Linked DNA regions of Mus musculus: all the other regions are linked to region 3. The links are chromatin contacts, called in public Micro-C and promoter capture Hi-C maps. All regions are on one chromosome and are shown on one strand. Each heading gives the region's core, a stretch centred on a gene start, on an enhancer-like site or on the middle of the called end of the contact. The rest is flanking DNA. Distances are from core to core; before and after follow the strand shown. Region 1 holds the start of Bptf (bromodomain PHD finger transcription factor). Region 2 holds the start of Kansl1 (KAT8 regulatory NSL complex subunit 1). Region 3 holds the start of Map3k3 (mitogen-activated protein kinase kinase kinase 3).

Region 1 (4,493 bases), core at 248-2,747, 1.0 Mb before region 3:
CTTGAAAAATATAGAAGATTTGAAACCTGCATGGAGGGACCTGTCTGTAATCCCAGAGTTTGTGAGGCTGAAGCAGGAGGTTCACAAGTTTGACAGCAGCTTGGAGTTCATAGTGAGAGTCTGGCAAAACCCACCACTGCAGGGTGTGGTGCCATATACCTTTGCTCCCAGCAGAGGCTGGTGGATCTCTACTAGGAGCTGGAGGGCAGCCTGGTCTACATAGTGATTTCCAGGCTATCCAGGGCCTTACAGCGAGACCTTGCCCTAATAAAACAAAATAAAACACCCACTATCACCAAGGAATATCAGAAGATCTGCTTATTTGGGCCTGCATTGCTATAGCTGCAGCCTTTGTTTACCCAAGAACTCTTGTGGCTTACTTTCTTTCCTTTGGTGTCTTATGAGGTCCCTGTGGGTAAGTTTACCACTCTCAGAGATCAACCAAAGTGAATACATAATAACTTAGTTGGCAATTAGTAATTTTCACTTCATTTCTATTCACCGAACTATATTGTAATAAGTCAGTTAGTTAGTGGGCTGAATCCTATTAACGATTTTTCTTCAAATTACTTTTTCTGTTCTCACATCTATTAATAATCACTCATATAGGTTCCTTAAACCTTTCTTTTCTTTCCAGAGTCCACCCCGAGGACCCTGTGTTGAGCCACCTCAATTTAGCAACATTTGGTGCATGTGCCTGCGATTTCACTTTAGTGACTAGCACCCTAGGTCAAACCAAGACTGGTAATTTGTCAGGTAGACATTATTTCCAGGTAACACAAACACATAACTTTGTGAAGCCAATTCTAGACAGGACGCCATCCTTCCTATCCTTAAGTTCTGGCTGAGGTGTGGAAGTTCGTAGCTGGGAAGAGAGAAAGGTGCCTGGAGGCCGCTAGGAACCACGCTCTGGAATTTAACCCCGGGCTCTGAGGGTGGGAACTCAGGAAAGTCAGTGAAACCACGCTGGGGGTGTGGCTCCCAGCGTGCATTCCTGGAACAACTTCAGGACCCTCTAGATCCAAGCCTTTGGGAGCTCTCTATTGGGACTGACTTAGCTCCAGCTCCTGTACCTGCGTGGGTGGCTTTGCGTAGTGACTGCCCCCAGTCTGTAAGTCGTGCCTCTACGCGAGACGCCCCTCTCCCCTTTTTTTGCATTAGTTTCCCAAAAGGACCGGCGACTTGGGAGGAAAATTCCCTGTTTTCCGGCCCCGGTTTGGGAGACACGCATTGAGGTCTCCCTAAGACCTCAGCTGAGGGGGAGGTGGTCTCCCAGGAGGAGACCCCAGCCTGGGGGGACACCCCACGCTACCCATCTCGCTCCTGCGCCGCCGCCGTGCAGCCGCGCAGGGGCGCTCCGGGGCCTCCCCGCCCCCGCCGCGCCGCTCCCGCGCTCCCCCTAGCGGCCGCCGCGCCGCCTCGCTCTGTCCCAGGCTCGTCGGGCGGCGCAGCTCACGTGACCGCGCTCCGGGCCTGCGGCCGCTGTCGGTTCCCCCAGTCACCGAGCGAGAGGGAAGAAACAAGATGGCGGCTGCAGGCGATCCGGAGCGGGGCCCCGGCAATTCGGACTGAGCCTTCTCCCTCCACCCCGCCGCTGCCGGGCCGCGCCCCTCCCGCCCGGACCCCGGCGCCCTCCCCTCCCCCTCGGCCCCGGCGCCCCCCGCGCCCCTCCCCCACCCCTTCCGCTCCCCCCCCACCCCCCCGCAAGCCGCGGCTCCGACATGAGGGGCCGGCGGGGCAGGCCGCCCAAGCAGCCCGCGGCTCCTGCTGCGGAGCGCTGCGCCCCGGCCCCGCCGCCGCCGCCGCCGCCGCCACCACCGCCGCCGCCACCGCCGCCGCCGCCGCCGCCCGCCTCCGGACCCATAGGGGGGCTGCGCTCGCGGCACCGCGGCAGCAGTCGGGGCAGGTGGGCCGCCGCCCAGGCTGAGGTGGCGCCCAAGACCCGGTTGAGCTCGCCCAGGGGGGGCGGCCGCAGGAAACAGCCGCCACCGCCACCGCCGGCCTCCGGCAGCAGCGCCAGCGGCCCGGGCCGGGGGGGCCGAGGAGGCGGGGGCGGCAGGACGGGGGGCGGGGGCGGCCACCTGGCCCGGACCACCCCGGCCCGCCGCGCCGTCAACAAAGTGGTGTACGATGACCACGAGAGTGACGACGACGACGAGGAGGAGGACATGGTCTCGGAGGAGGACGAGGAGGAGGAGGAGGATGGCGACGCCGAGGAGACCCAGGATTCCGAGGACGAGGAGGAAGATGACATGGAAGAAGACGACGATGACTCCGATTATCCGGAGGAGATGGAAGACGACGACGACGACGCTAGTTACTGCACGGAAAGCAGCTTCAGGAGCCATAGTACATACAGCAGCACTCCAGGTAACCACCCAGGCCGCCGGGAGACTCCTTCCCCACCTCCTCCCTCCCCCTGGCTTGCTCCCTCTCCAGTGCAGTGCATCCTGCTTCCTAGCTCCCCCCCCCCTTCCCGGCCTGTCCCCCACGCGGAGGCCACGGCGCGTCTAGTGACAAAAAAAAAAAAAAAAAAAGAAAAAAAAGACAAAAACAAAACTAGATTTGCAAGAGGAAAGAGGCGCATTGTTCAAAATGGAGATTGCATTGTTGCAGTTTGCAGGCCACAGACTCGTTCGCTCTTCTCCCCCCTCCCTCTTTATCCCCTTCAAAATTTGTGCCAAGTGCGGTGGCTCCACCAGGCAGGATTGAAACTTTGGCACACAAGTATCCATTGAGTTCGTCTTTCTCCCCTTGTTTTGGTACGAGTATTTTATTTATTTATTTTGCGATGAAAGAAGCCTCCTGCTTTGCAAACCGTTGCATGTCTAATACGTTTTGTTTTAGATTTAAAAGAAAAATTATCTGTTCCTTAAAAGAGAATTTCGATGGTGGTACCACACCTAGACGTTCTCCCTTTCCTACACCCTAGTTAGCTAGTTTGGTAACTGTTTTGGAGGAAGGATTGTTGTTCGGTGAGCTTGGGAGCTTCCTGGGGTCCTGAGCGCTTGTTTGTGTTCTTCGAGTGAGTACTCATGGTCGCGTGCAACAGTTGCTGGTAAATGCTGATTAAAGAGCAAAGCAGAAAACTAGACCAAACCAAGTTTGGCAATCCTTCCGATTTAAAAGTACTCTGGTTAAGTTCCAAATAAAAGTATAACACCACGGGGCCGTGTGTCCTAACCAGATTGATTTTGACTTTGCGTGGGAGATGGCAGTTTCGTGGCACCTGTTGCCGAAGATGTGTGGTTGATCATCTAGGCGCAATTGCCAAAGATGAACTTTTTGAAGTCACGGTATAGAAGTGTCAGATTGGACCCGACAGGACTTTTTCTTGTTATTCTGTTTCTGAGGAAAAAGCCCTTCCTGAATCAGCGGTGGGCTTCATCAGTAGTGGTGAATTCTCTGATGTTTTCTCGAATAATTTCTTGAGGTGGGTCCTGAGATGTGGGTCAAGTAAAAGGCACATGTGCAATTGCTCCTTTGTATTAAATGAATAGTTATGGGGGGGGGGGACCCTTAACTTGTAGCAACAGACTTTCAGGCTTTTTCTTAAGTTTTTATTCACCTGATTGATAAAATTAAGATCTAATTGTAAGGACATTTACAAAGTAAGTGAGGACATATGAGGGTTTTTCCTATGAGAGCCTGTCTACCGTTTTTCAGAGAAGATGAGGGTACTAGGAGTGGTTAAATTTAAGTGTTTTCATTTATAACTGCTTAAGATCCTAACTGCTGCAAGTATGAGAATTAAGCCAGATTAGATTGGTTAACACCAAGTGAAAAAAGCTAGTTTCCTTTGCCTGTCTTGAAGAAGGTTGCCTATTTTATGGGACCTGGAGGGAGGGGCTATCTTTTAGCAAGTTTAATTTCTTGCCAACTTAGTTTAGTGTGTCTTTTATAGTACTAGGTTTTACTTTAAGAAATTACGAGTTGGGCATCTGCATCAAGAGCTCAAAATTGAGCTGAAGACAGCAGTAGTGGAGGAAGTTAGTTTTTGAGTTAGGACTGAGGCATTTTGGCAGGGTAGTTCAGCTAACTTTTTAACTCCTTGAAGACCTGGCCAACAGTTCTGATGAACTGAAGACCATGAAAATGCTGAATTAAACTGCAATTTGTGGTTAGGGATTCTTTTTTTTTTTTTTTTTAATTTATTTATTTACATTGTATGTAAGTACACTGTAGCTGTCTTCAGACACTCCAGAAGTGGGCGTCAGATTTCGTTACGGATGGTTGTGAGCCACCATGTGGTTGCTGGGATTTGAACTGGGGACCTTCGGAAGAGCAGTTGGCTGGCACTCTTAACCACTGAGCCATCTCGTCAGCCCTTTCTTTTTCTTTAAGATTTATTTATTTTATGTATATGAGTACACTGTGGCTGTACAGATGGTTGTGAGCCATCATGTGGTTGCTGGGAGTTGAACTCAGGACAGGACCTCTGCTTGTTCCAGCCCTGCTTGCTCCGGCCCAAAGTTTTATTTATTATTATATGT
Region 2 (4,696 bases), core at 1,498-3,997, 1.6 Mb after region 3:
TGTCTTCCCTCTTTACTTTGTGTACCAGCAAGCATTTGGATTTTATATGACTGTAGCTGGTCTAGAAAGTCTATGTGTTGATGTATAGCTAAGGATGACCTTGAATGCCTGATCTCTCCGGATCCACCTTGGGATTGATAGAATTTGAGAAGTTGTCACCAAGCCTGTCTCTAGAGGAGGTTCTTAGGTTTTTTTTTTTTTGGTTTTCGAGACAGGGTTTCTTCATGTCTGACTTAGACCGAAGTCTTTTTTTTTTTTTTTTTTTTTAAGACCGGAAGTCTTTAAAGAAATACATTTCTTTTTCAAAACCTCCTCTGTGGGCGTGGTGGCACACACCTTTAATCGGAGGCAGAGGCAGGCGGATCTCACAGTTCAAGGCCAGCCTAGTCTACAGGGAGAGGACAGCTAGGGGTACATGAGAAACTCTGTCTTATGTATAGATTTTTGTCAGTAGTTGCTCACTTTGAATGCAGTTGTTCATAAACTTGGTACTTAGTTTTGTTGTTGTTTTGTGTTTTTGTATTTTTATTTTTTTATTATTGGACTGGTTATACTGAGATTCAGGAACTCTGGATTTTCATGCTTTCCCCACCCCCACTGAAATGCTGGAATTGAATGCATGTGTCAATATGCTTGAGTTAGGTAGTGAAGTTTCTGTTGTGGTTTTTTTGTTTGTTTGTTTGTTTTGTTTTTGTTTTTTGAGACAGGGTTTCTCTGTGTAGCTCTGGCTGTCCTGGAACTCACTCTGTAGACCAGGCTGGCCTCGAACTCAGAAATCTGCCTGAGTGTCTATACCCAGCTGTCACAGAACTCAGTATGTAGAACAGGCTGGCCTTGAACTCACAGAGTTCTCCTGCATCTCTTTTCCTAGTGCTGAAATTATAAATGGCATGCAGCACCATGACTGTGTAGATAGTCAAGATTTTAAGAGTTTGGATAGTTAATAACATTGTTATAAAGAGTTTCTTTCACTAATATTTAAGAAATTAAATTTAAGAATATTGTAGAAAGCTTTGCCTTATTTTCATTCAGCTAATTTAGATTTTGTTATCTTCAGATTAGGGCTCTAGGTCACCATCTGTTGGTCCTGTAATTATGTATAAACATCCTCTGTGGCATTACTGTTTATGTGAATATATATGCTCTCTCTCTCGCGCACACACACACACATACATACACACACATGCAAACACACAATCTTACCTGTATTATAAGTTAAAAAGCCCAAACTATTGATCTTTTTTGGATGCATATGTAAATATGTATACATCTATCAGTTTATCCCTGTGTATTGACTCTATGTTGTCTCCTGCCTTTGATATTTGAAAACCAAGATCATGTTTGAGAGTGTAATTTTAAAAATGCAGATGGAAATTCAAGAGAAATATAGATGCAGATACTGCAGAAACTTGTTGAGTTAGAGACTTTGTGGGCTAATGAAAACTGGTCTATAACAATAGTTTTTTTTTTTTGAGGAGCTGAAGTGACACATAACACCGGATACTGGTTTGGTAAACCACACAAAGTATTGAGCATTTTACATCTTCCTTTTGGTAGACTCTACTCTTCTCATCTGCTGAGCTTGGTGATTTAGTTGTTGGAACAAGTTTTATGCTATTTGATTTTGGTGAGTCCTAATAATCTTTGGACATGGTTAGCTTTAAAGGGTGGTGGATTTGTACTGTGTAATGTGTCACTTTGCGTTATATTAAGTTTTCTAAGTCCAGAAAATGTTCTCTGATATTAAACCTTATTTGGGAGGAAGGAACCGATATCGTGCTGACAAACTAGAGTCAAGAGTAATTAGGTGCCACTACTTTTAAGTCAACGCTGGTAAGAACATGACAGGTTTGCTTTTGTTGTTCATTGTTAAACTTTTAGCGGGTCTGTGAACTTTAATTTGGTAGTAGCAGGAAACAAAAAAATTACTGTGTAATGAATGCGTTTTTGCCTATTTTGGCGGATCTGACAAATCAAGAAGCCTAAAACAACACGCGGGCTTAACGAAAACTACAGTTCCCAGCGGGCCCGGCGCTGGTGGGCCATCATTTCCCCTCTAGCTCCCAGCTGCCCCTGCCCGGGCTAGCCCCGAGTCGGTCCTAGCTCGCGCCTGCGCAATGGCGTCCGCTTATTTTTTGGTTTGGCGGCTGCAGAGCGTGGCGCTAGGGCTAGCAGCCAGCCGTGTGCTGCAGTGTACAGAGCAGGGTGTAGGACAAAGGGCGGGTGGCAGGGACCGCGTCACTGGTCAGGGAGCTTCCTGCCCGTCTCAGAGCACGGTTGGCCCTGGGGTAGTGTGGCCGCAGCAGCTTCTTCATTCACTGCACACACAGTTCTTCGCTCACGTCCTCTAGCTCTGCTGTGTCAGTCCGCCCTCCCCTCAAACCGGCGCGCAGCACCGCCAGCCACAGAGCCGAGGGAATGTGACGGCATCAGCGCCTCAGGTTAGCCTCACCTCGATCGAAGCGAGGGCCCCGCGTCGCTTGCCGCAGTGCCGCGTGTCGCTGCCGCACGTATCAGGCACCAGGCACCGGTTTCCGCAAACAGAGGCGCAGAAGCAGCGGCCGCGGCTAGGAGCCATGACTGAGGCGGCGGCGGCCGCGCCTCCTGGCAGCCCGCGGGGGCGGCGAGGCGGGCGCCCCCTGGCGGCGCGCCGGGGCGGAGCGGCCCGCCGCAGCCGCAGCCGGCGGAGGCGCTGCTGTCCCTCCTCCCCGTGTCCCCGGCACTCGCCCGCTCGCTTGCTCGCTCCATTCTCCCTCCGCTTCAGATTAAAGGGGGGGAGGGAAAAGGAGCTCGGCCGCCATTTTCCCAGTGCCGCCGCCGCCACCGCCACCGCTCGCTGAGCCGGCGGGAGAACCAAGCGCCGTAGCGAAGCCGACTCGTCTCGCCGCGGCGGCTTGGGGGGCGGCCGAAGTGCGCTCCCCGGCCGGGAAGAAGCTCCCGGGGTGGCGGCCGGGGTGCGGGCGCGGGCTGCAGACGGCGGCGCTTGTTTGTGCGGGGCGGGGGGGGCAGCTTTACCCTCTGCCCCCGCCCGCCCGGGGCTGCGGTCCCCGCCGTGCCCAGGCCGGGTCGGAACGGAGGAAGGCCGGAGAAAGGGCCCGAAAGAGAAGAAAAAGCAGCCGCTCCCCGCCGCCGCCGCCTTCCCCTCCCCCTCCGCCTCGCCCCCCCGCCCGGAAAGTCAGGGCGGCTCCGGGCGCCGGGGGGGAGGAGAGCGGCGGGCCGGGCCGGAGCAGCAGCCGCGCGCCCCCGCCCGCTGGTCCTCGGCGCCCAGGCCGGGGGGCTGTTTGCAAACTGCGCCCATTTTGTGGGGCCGAATCCGCCCGGGCTACGCTCCTCCATCACGTGGTAGGTGCTGCTGCTGCTCCTTTCCTCCTCCTCCCGCTGCCCTTTCTCCTTCTCCTCGCTCTCCCTGTGGTTCCCATTTCTCCCTCTCTTTGTTAGTTGTAACTAGAAAGGCTGGGCAGGGGAAGAAAAATCCCCGGAACTTTAAATGGCCTCTCCGGGCTTCCCCGCTGCGGGTCCGGGCTGGGAGTCGCCCCAAGGGCGGGGGTGTGCGGGGGCCCTTCCCCACCAGCTGCCGCCTCGTTCGCTGGGCTTTCCTTTGGCGTTCTATTTAAAAAGGCGGCCTGGAGAACCTGGTTTATTTCCGAAAAAAAAAAAAAAAAAAAGCAAAAACAAAAAGACCAAAAACAAACTCTTGCTCTCGCCTTGAACTTCTCTTGACTGCAAAAGGTCTTTCTTTGCTCAAACACATCTTGCATGTCTGTCTCACGGTTTGTATCACAACTCTGATTGTTAACATTTTTTGTTGCTTAAATATTGAGGTCATTTGCGTTTTCGGATCTAGTCTCAGGCAGCCCTTTTTTTCAACTAAAGAGGAAGAGGCATTTATTTGCTTTTAAGTGAGTTGGAATCTTACTGCTTTTGGGGGGGCCTGTTTTCGGACTGACGGCCTTTGATTCTCAGCAAATAGTTTATAATTGTTTTCCGTATTGTAAACAATCTTACTCCCATGTTTTACCTAGAAATCCTTTTGTTTTCCAATGTTGGAATCCCAATGTGGATTTTTAGAGAAACTCGTTACTTAACTATTGCTTATTGATTGCCTTAGGGGAAAAGGGGTGACATGATGGCGCCACTTTAAATTGCTCTTTCCTCCGCCTGTTTTTTCCTCCTTTATCCTGGAGGTCACTGGAGCATTTTCCGTGACCTATTAATAAAACCGCACTTGAGGGTGTTAGCTGTACAACTCTTAGGGGTTAGAATTTGGTACCTTAAAGATTGAGAAACCCGAATCCTGCAGTCCCCAAAGTTAAGAGAAATCTCGCTAGTCCTCCAACCTAGCTTTCCTCCCCTCCATTCACAATCCTGGTGTTGCCATATCCTTCGTCACGTGGCTAGCAATCATTGTGGGGTTTTGTTTGTTTGTTTGGGGGGGTGTATGTTAATATTTTAAGCTGTAGCCAAGTAAGTGTCCCTCTGCCCATTAGAGAGATCACAATGCTCTAGGGTTTTTTTTTTTTAATACATTCGGAGAACATTTTAAAATAAACGATAAAATTACATAATCCTTGCCTTGCATAATCATGATATAGTTACAGAACTTCTTCTCAAAAGTACTTTCAATCAAGTAGGAAAATCGTTATATTAAAATGATTTCTGTTTCTTAGACTGGTCTGCAGTTTATATTTCCCACCCC
Region 3 (4,175 bases), core at 511-3,010:
AATGTTGAAATGTAAATCCTTACTAGTTTCCTTTGGTGTCTCTCAGATGAGAGTTCTATAGAAAAAAAAATCTGAAATATAGCATGGAAAGGGAATAGAAAACCCAGCAAATGAACAAATCCTTCCCATACTGTATGAGGGGCAGTCTGATAAAGAACAAAGCAATTAACTTAAAGCCAGAGTAAGGAGTTCCACCACAATCGAGTATCTGGCCAATTTGCTACTGCACCCACAAAACCTCCTACAAAAATGACTTGACCTTGCTTTAGGGCAAAACAAACATTAGCATTTCATCTTATGGAGCACTCACACAAGCAATGAATACTTCTGCAAAGGAGACTTTCACTAAATTTCACCCCTTTCTGACTTAGAATAATACTAAATATTTTTGCAAAACCTGATTGAGACCAGGAAAATGAGCATCACAATACCTGCCCCAACTGGGGAAGCAAAATATATTTAAAATGTCACACATTCCTTAGCTAAGTCCAAGACTTTTTGATAAAGAACCAAAATTATGCAAAATATATATAAAACAGCTCAAATATTTTGTAGAAGGCATTAAAAAAACTTTTCTTAGATTACATCTTCACAGGAGAATTACAAATACTGACAAAAAGGAAATGATTTCATAGTGATCCTTTTATGTACCGAATGCCTCTTTCAAAAAGTTACATAGTTGCAGGGGTAGCGCAGGATAAATATAAAAGCCGGGTTTTTCCAAAAGTAGGGTTTGAGTTATAACCCTCAGCGCTCAAGGATTCTTAACTTCCAGTAATCTGCGAGGAGCGCAGCTCGCATTTCTCAAGCCTGCTATTGCTAACAGGGATCCGCGTCGAATAGCGTCGCAGTGGATGCCCCGCATACCCTCCCCCCGCGTCCCCCTCCCCCGCGCAGGAGAGCGCACAGAGCTCCAGAGCAAAGCCCCGGGAACTCACAGGCCAGCCTGTGTGAGCAAAGGGAAGGAAATGACACAGGCAGGAAAAAAAAAAAAAAAAAAAAGCAAATCAAGGAAAAGACACAACAGCAGCTGGGCCTGCACCAGGCTCCAGCCCCGGCCCCACACTGAGCTCCGGCTCCCCCACCCTCAAGCTCGCGCGCCAGCTCGCTGGGGACCGCAGTGGGCCGCCCGACGGGCCTCGGTCCCGCAGACCCCTCCCCGGGATACGCCGGCCGCATGCCCGGAAAGAGAGTTGCCGAGTGGGTTTGGCCGGTAGGGCACCCCCGGAGGTAGCCAGAACGGCGCCCCGATCGAGGCACCGCGGAGAGGCGAGCGGTCCGCGATCCTCAGCCCCGGGCCCGGCGAACTGTCCATGCCTTGTCAGGCGGCGGCCCAGGGTCCTCCTCCCCTCAGCCTGGGGCGGGGCGTCGCGAAGCAGCGCGGGCACAGGCCGGGGCGGTGGCGGTACTCACCCATGGTGGCGATGGCGGAGGCGGCGGTGGCGACTACAGCCCAGAAGTGTCACCTCCGCAGCCGGGGCTGCATGCCGGGGGAGCGGGCGGCGGGGACGGCAGCGGGCCTGGCTCCGCGCGGGGGCCGTGGGCTGCGCTCGGGGCCCCCGCCGCCTCCCCAGGCTCCGGCTCCGGCCGCGGCCGGGCGCTGTGGCATGAGCAGGTTGGCCCGCTACATCCCCGGCGCTCCCAGGCTCGGCCCAACCCGGCCTCGGCGGCGCCACTCGACCGGGCCGCCTGCGAGTCCTGAAGTCCAGAAGACGCTCCGACCGGCCACTGTTCTCCACCTCAGGAACGCTCCGAAAAACAAACCGCTGGGCGCGCAGCAAGCCTTGCAGCCTGTCACTCATGCCAGCATCTGCCAATCGCATGCAGCCGCTGGGCCTTGGCACTACCCCCACTCTCATTACCAGCCAATAACCAGGAGGAAGTCAGATACTCCCGCCTCCTCCTCCCCGCTCTCTCCCAACGCCCTCACTCTCATCCGCCAGCTAATCACGACGGACCAATCCCGCCTACTCTCACAGGATGCCAATGGGCGAAGTCAAGGCGATTTCCGAGGGCTGGCTAGAGCCTGCCAATCACTGAGACAGCGCCCGTCCTCTCGCGCCTAGCCAATCACGGAGAGAGCGCTGAGTACCCGCCGCGGAGTGTCGCTAGCTGGCGCTCTCAGCCTCTCTGGCCAAGGTGTGGGCTGCTCCAATCACTGCTCCGGCTTGAGGCTCCGCCCACAACCCTCTGCTCAGTTGCGGAACCCTCGGCGGGCGCGCGGGCTGGCGCCGTTCCCCTCGGCGGCTACCCCGGCCTGGCGCCTTGCAAAGTCGTCTTCTGTAGAGGCCCTCAGAAAAAGAAAACCTTCGGCCCTATGGTTGTCGGTTGTTGGCGACCTCGAGGTGCTGAGGTGTCCGGCCCCTGCTGGGGCAAAGTGTCTGGCGCGGATTGGGCAGGGAAGGTTTGGCTCGATGCTTTCAGGCTACTTGAGCTGCGCGATACCCTGAGTAGCCTCGGCTTACAGGCAGGGGGATGGTCTTGTTACTTCTCTCATCCCCCTGGGTCTCAGACCTCCGAGGCCACACCTGATACTCCGTCTTCAAAGGCTAGGCTAGTGCTGGAATGTGGGTCCCCACATTCTGAGTTCTGCTAGAGTTGCTTTTGGACAAGTTTTGCTCTTAGAATTATAAAAGCGAGACACGTTTTTAAAAGAAAACTTAAAAGTGCAGGAAAACAGAAAGAAAAGCCCTACCCTGAAGATAGTTTTATCTATTTCCTACCTAGATATGCAACGTTAGACAAAAAATAACTTCATATTGTTTTCTGGTGTGCTTACACTTTTGTGCTTCCTGTGCCACTAAATATTGTCTCAAAACAATTGTACTGGCTGTGTGATCTTTCAAAAGAGCATTGTGATTAACTTTTTCAACCTCCATTGTTTCAATAATTCATACACCCAGTCTTAAGATTCCAACTCTACCACAGTTAGTGTGGCTTCCCTTTCTCTGGAGACAGTTCCAATGACATATTTCAGATTCCAGAAAAATCTGATGCCATTTTCAGTTGTCATTTAGAAACACTTACCTTAGGAGGTGGCTTTGGAGTATCAGATCTCTTAAGGAGTGTCTTACGCAATTCTTTTTCTTCATCCCCACTCTCAACCCATACTATTAACTTTATTGTCCTCTCTCTCTCTCTCTCTCTCTCTCTCTCTCTCTCTCTCTCTCTCTCGTGTGTGTGTGTGTGTGTGTGTGTGTGTGTGTGTGTGTACGAGGTGTTTGTTGTTTGAGACAGAGTCTCTAACCTAGACTGTCCTGGAACTTTTTTTTTTGTTTTTTTGTTTTTTTGTTTTCCGAGACAGGGTTTCTCTGTAGTCCTGGAACTTCTTTGTAGTCTGGTCTGAAACTCACAGATCTATCTGCCTCTACCCCCTGAGTACTGGGATTAAAATTAAAGGCCTGTGCCACTGTATCTAACTCGTTTTTCTTCAAACTCTCAAGTCTCATATTCTCACTTGATTAAGTCCCTAATTTATGCCGGGTAATGATGGTGAACGCCTTTAATCCCAGCACTTGGAAGGTAGAGGCAGAGGCAGGCAGATTTCAGAGTTTGAGGCCAGCCTGGTCTACAGAGTGAGTTCCAGAACAGCCAGGGTTACACAGAGAAACCCTGTCTCAAACAAACAAACAAAACAAAGAAGTCCCTAATTTACTGAAGTGCCTGAAATAGAATAATCTTTTTTTTTTTTTCTGGTGAAGAAACAATAGGGAAAAACACCAGCTATTTACTAGATCCCAGCCATGTAATCTCACTTAGCCTCTCCAATGACTGAGCTAGTAAGCTTCCTCTTTCTGCCTTTCCTTCAGATGCCTTTCTTGTGAATTCGATTCCCACTGTTTGTCCCTCAGCCACTGAAGTCAAACATTTCCATGCTGCAGTTACCCTGTGTGCTGAGGATTCCAGCTCAGGCAGGTCTTGGTTCTAAGCTCCCGAGGCAACATTCCTGAGCATTCCACAGGCACCTCACATTCTACAGGTCCAAACTGAACCCATCGCTTCCCTCCACTGTTCACATTTCCTCTGCTCATCAGTTCCCCAAGGAAGACACCGAGTGATCAGGTCTCCAGTCCTTCTGCCTCTCTTTCACCCTAGCTCCGCTAGCCCAGTTCAAACCATCAACATCTCTTACTTCATTTACTTAAAGTGTATTCACACCACAGACTTTCTATCAG

Evidence for each region. Promoter capture Hi-C pulls out the DNA fragments that hold promoters and counts their contacts. A called contact is a pair of places that touch in the nucleus more often than the background predicts.
Region 1: a promoter capture Hi-C map of pre-B cells shows a contact between it and region 3, with 2.2 times the contacts expected there. The contact joins the promoter of Bptf here to the promoter of Map3k3 in region 3. A contact is called at or near these places in 1 of 39 promoter capture datasets (pre-B cells) and 2 of 9 other capture datasets (adipose tissue and liver).
Region 2: a contact with region 3 is called in a Micro-C map of embryonic stem cells, with 8 times the contacts expected there. The contact joins the promoter of Kansl1 here to the promoter of Map3k3 in region 3. A contact is called at or near these places in 2 of 39 promoter capture datasets (cranial neural crest and pre-B cells), 1 of 484 Hi-C or Micro-C datasets (embryonic stem cells) and 3 of 115 datasets of contacts at active chromatin or transcription factors (astrocytes, embryonic stem cells and pancreatic cancer cells).

What each region holds. Positions count from the first base shown.
Region 1 is chr11:107,129,151-107,133,643 of GRCm38.p6, reverse strand. Bptf (bromodomain PHD finger transcription factor) reads left to right here and starts at 1,497. Exons shown (of 28, transcript NM_176850.3): 1 at 1,497-2,370. The coding sequence starts at 1,722.
Region 2 is chr11:104,440,371-104,445,066 of GRCm38.p6, reverse strand. It overlaps Kansl1 (KAT8 regulatory NSL complex subunit 1), which reads left to right and starts at 2,747. Exons shown (of 15, transcript NM_001372459.1): 1 at 2,747-3,342.
Region 3 is chr11:106,082,172-106,086,346 of GRCm38.p6, reverse strand. It overlaps Map3k3 (mitogen-activated protein kinase kinase kinase 3), which reads right to left and starts at 1,760. Exons shown (of 16, transcript NM_011947.4): 1 at 1,414-1,760. The coding sequence starts at 1,417.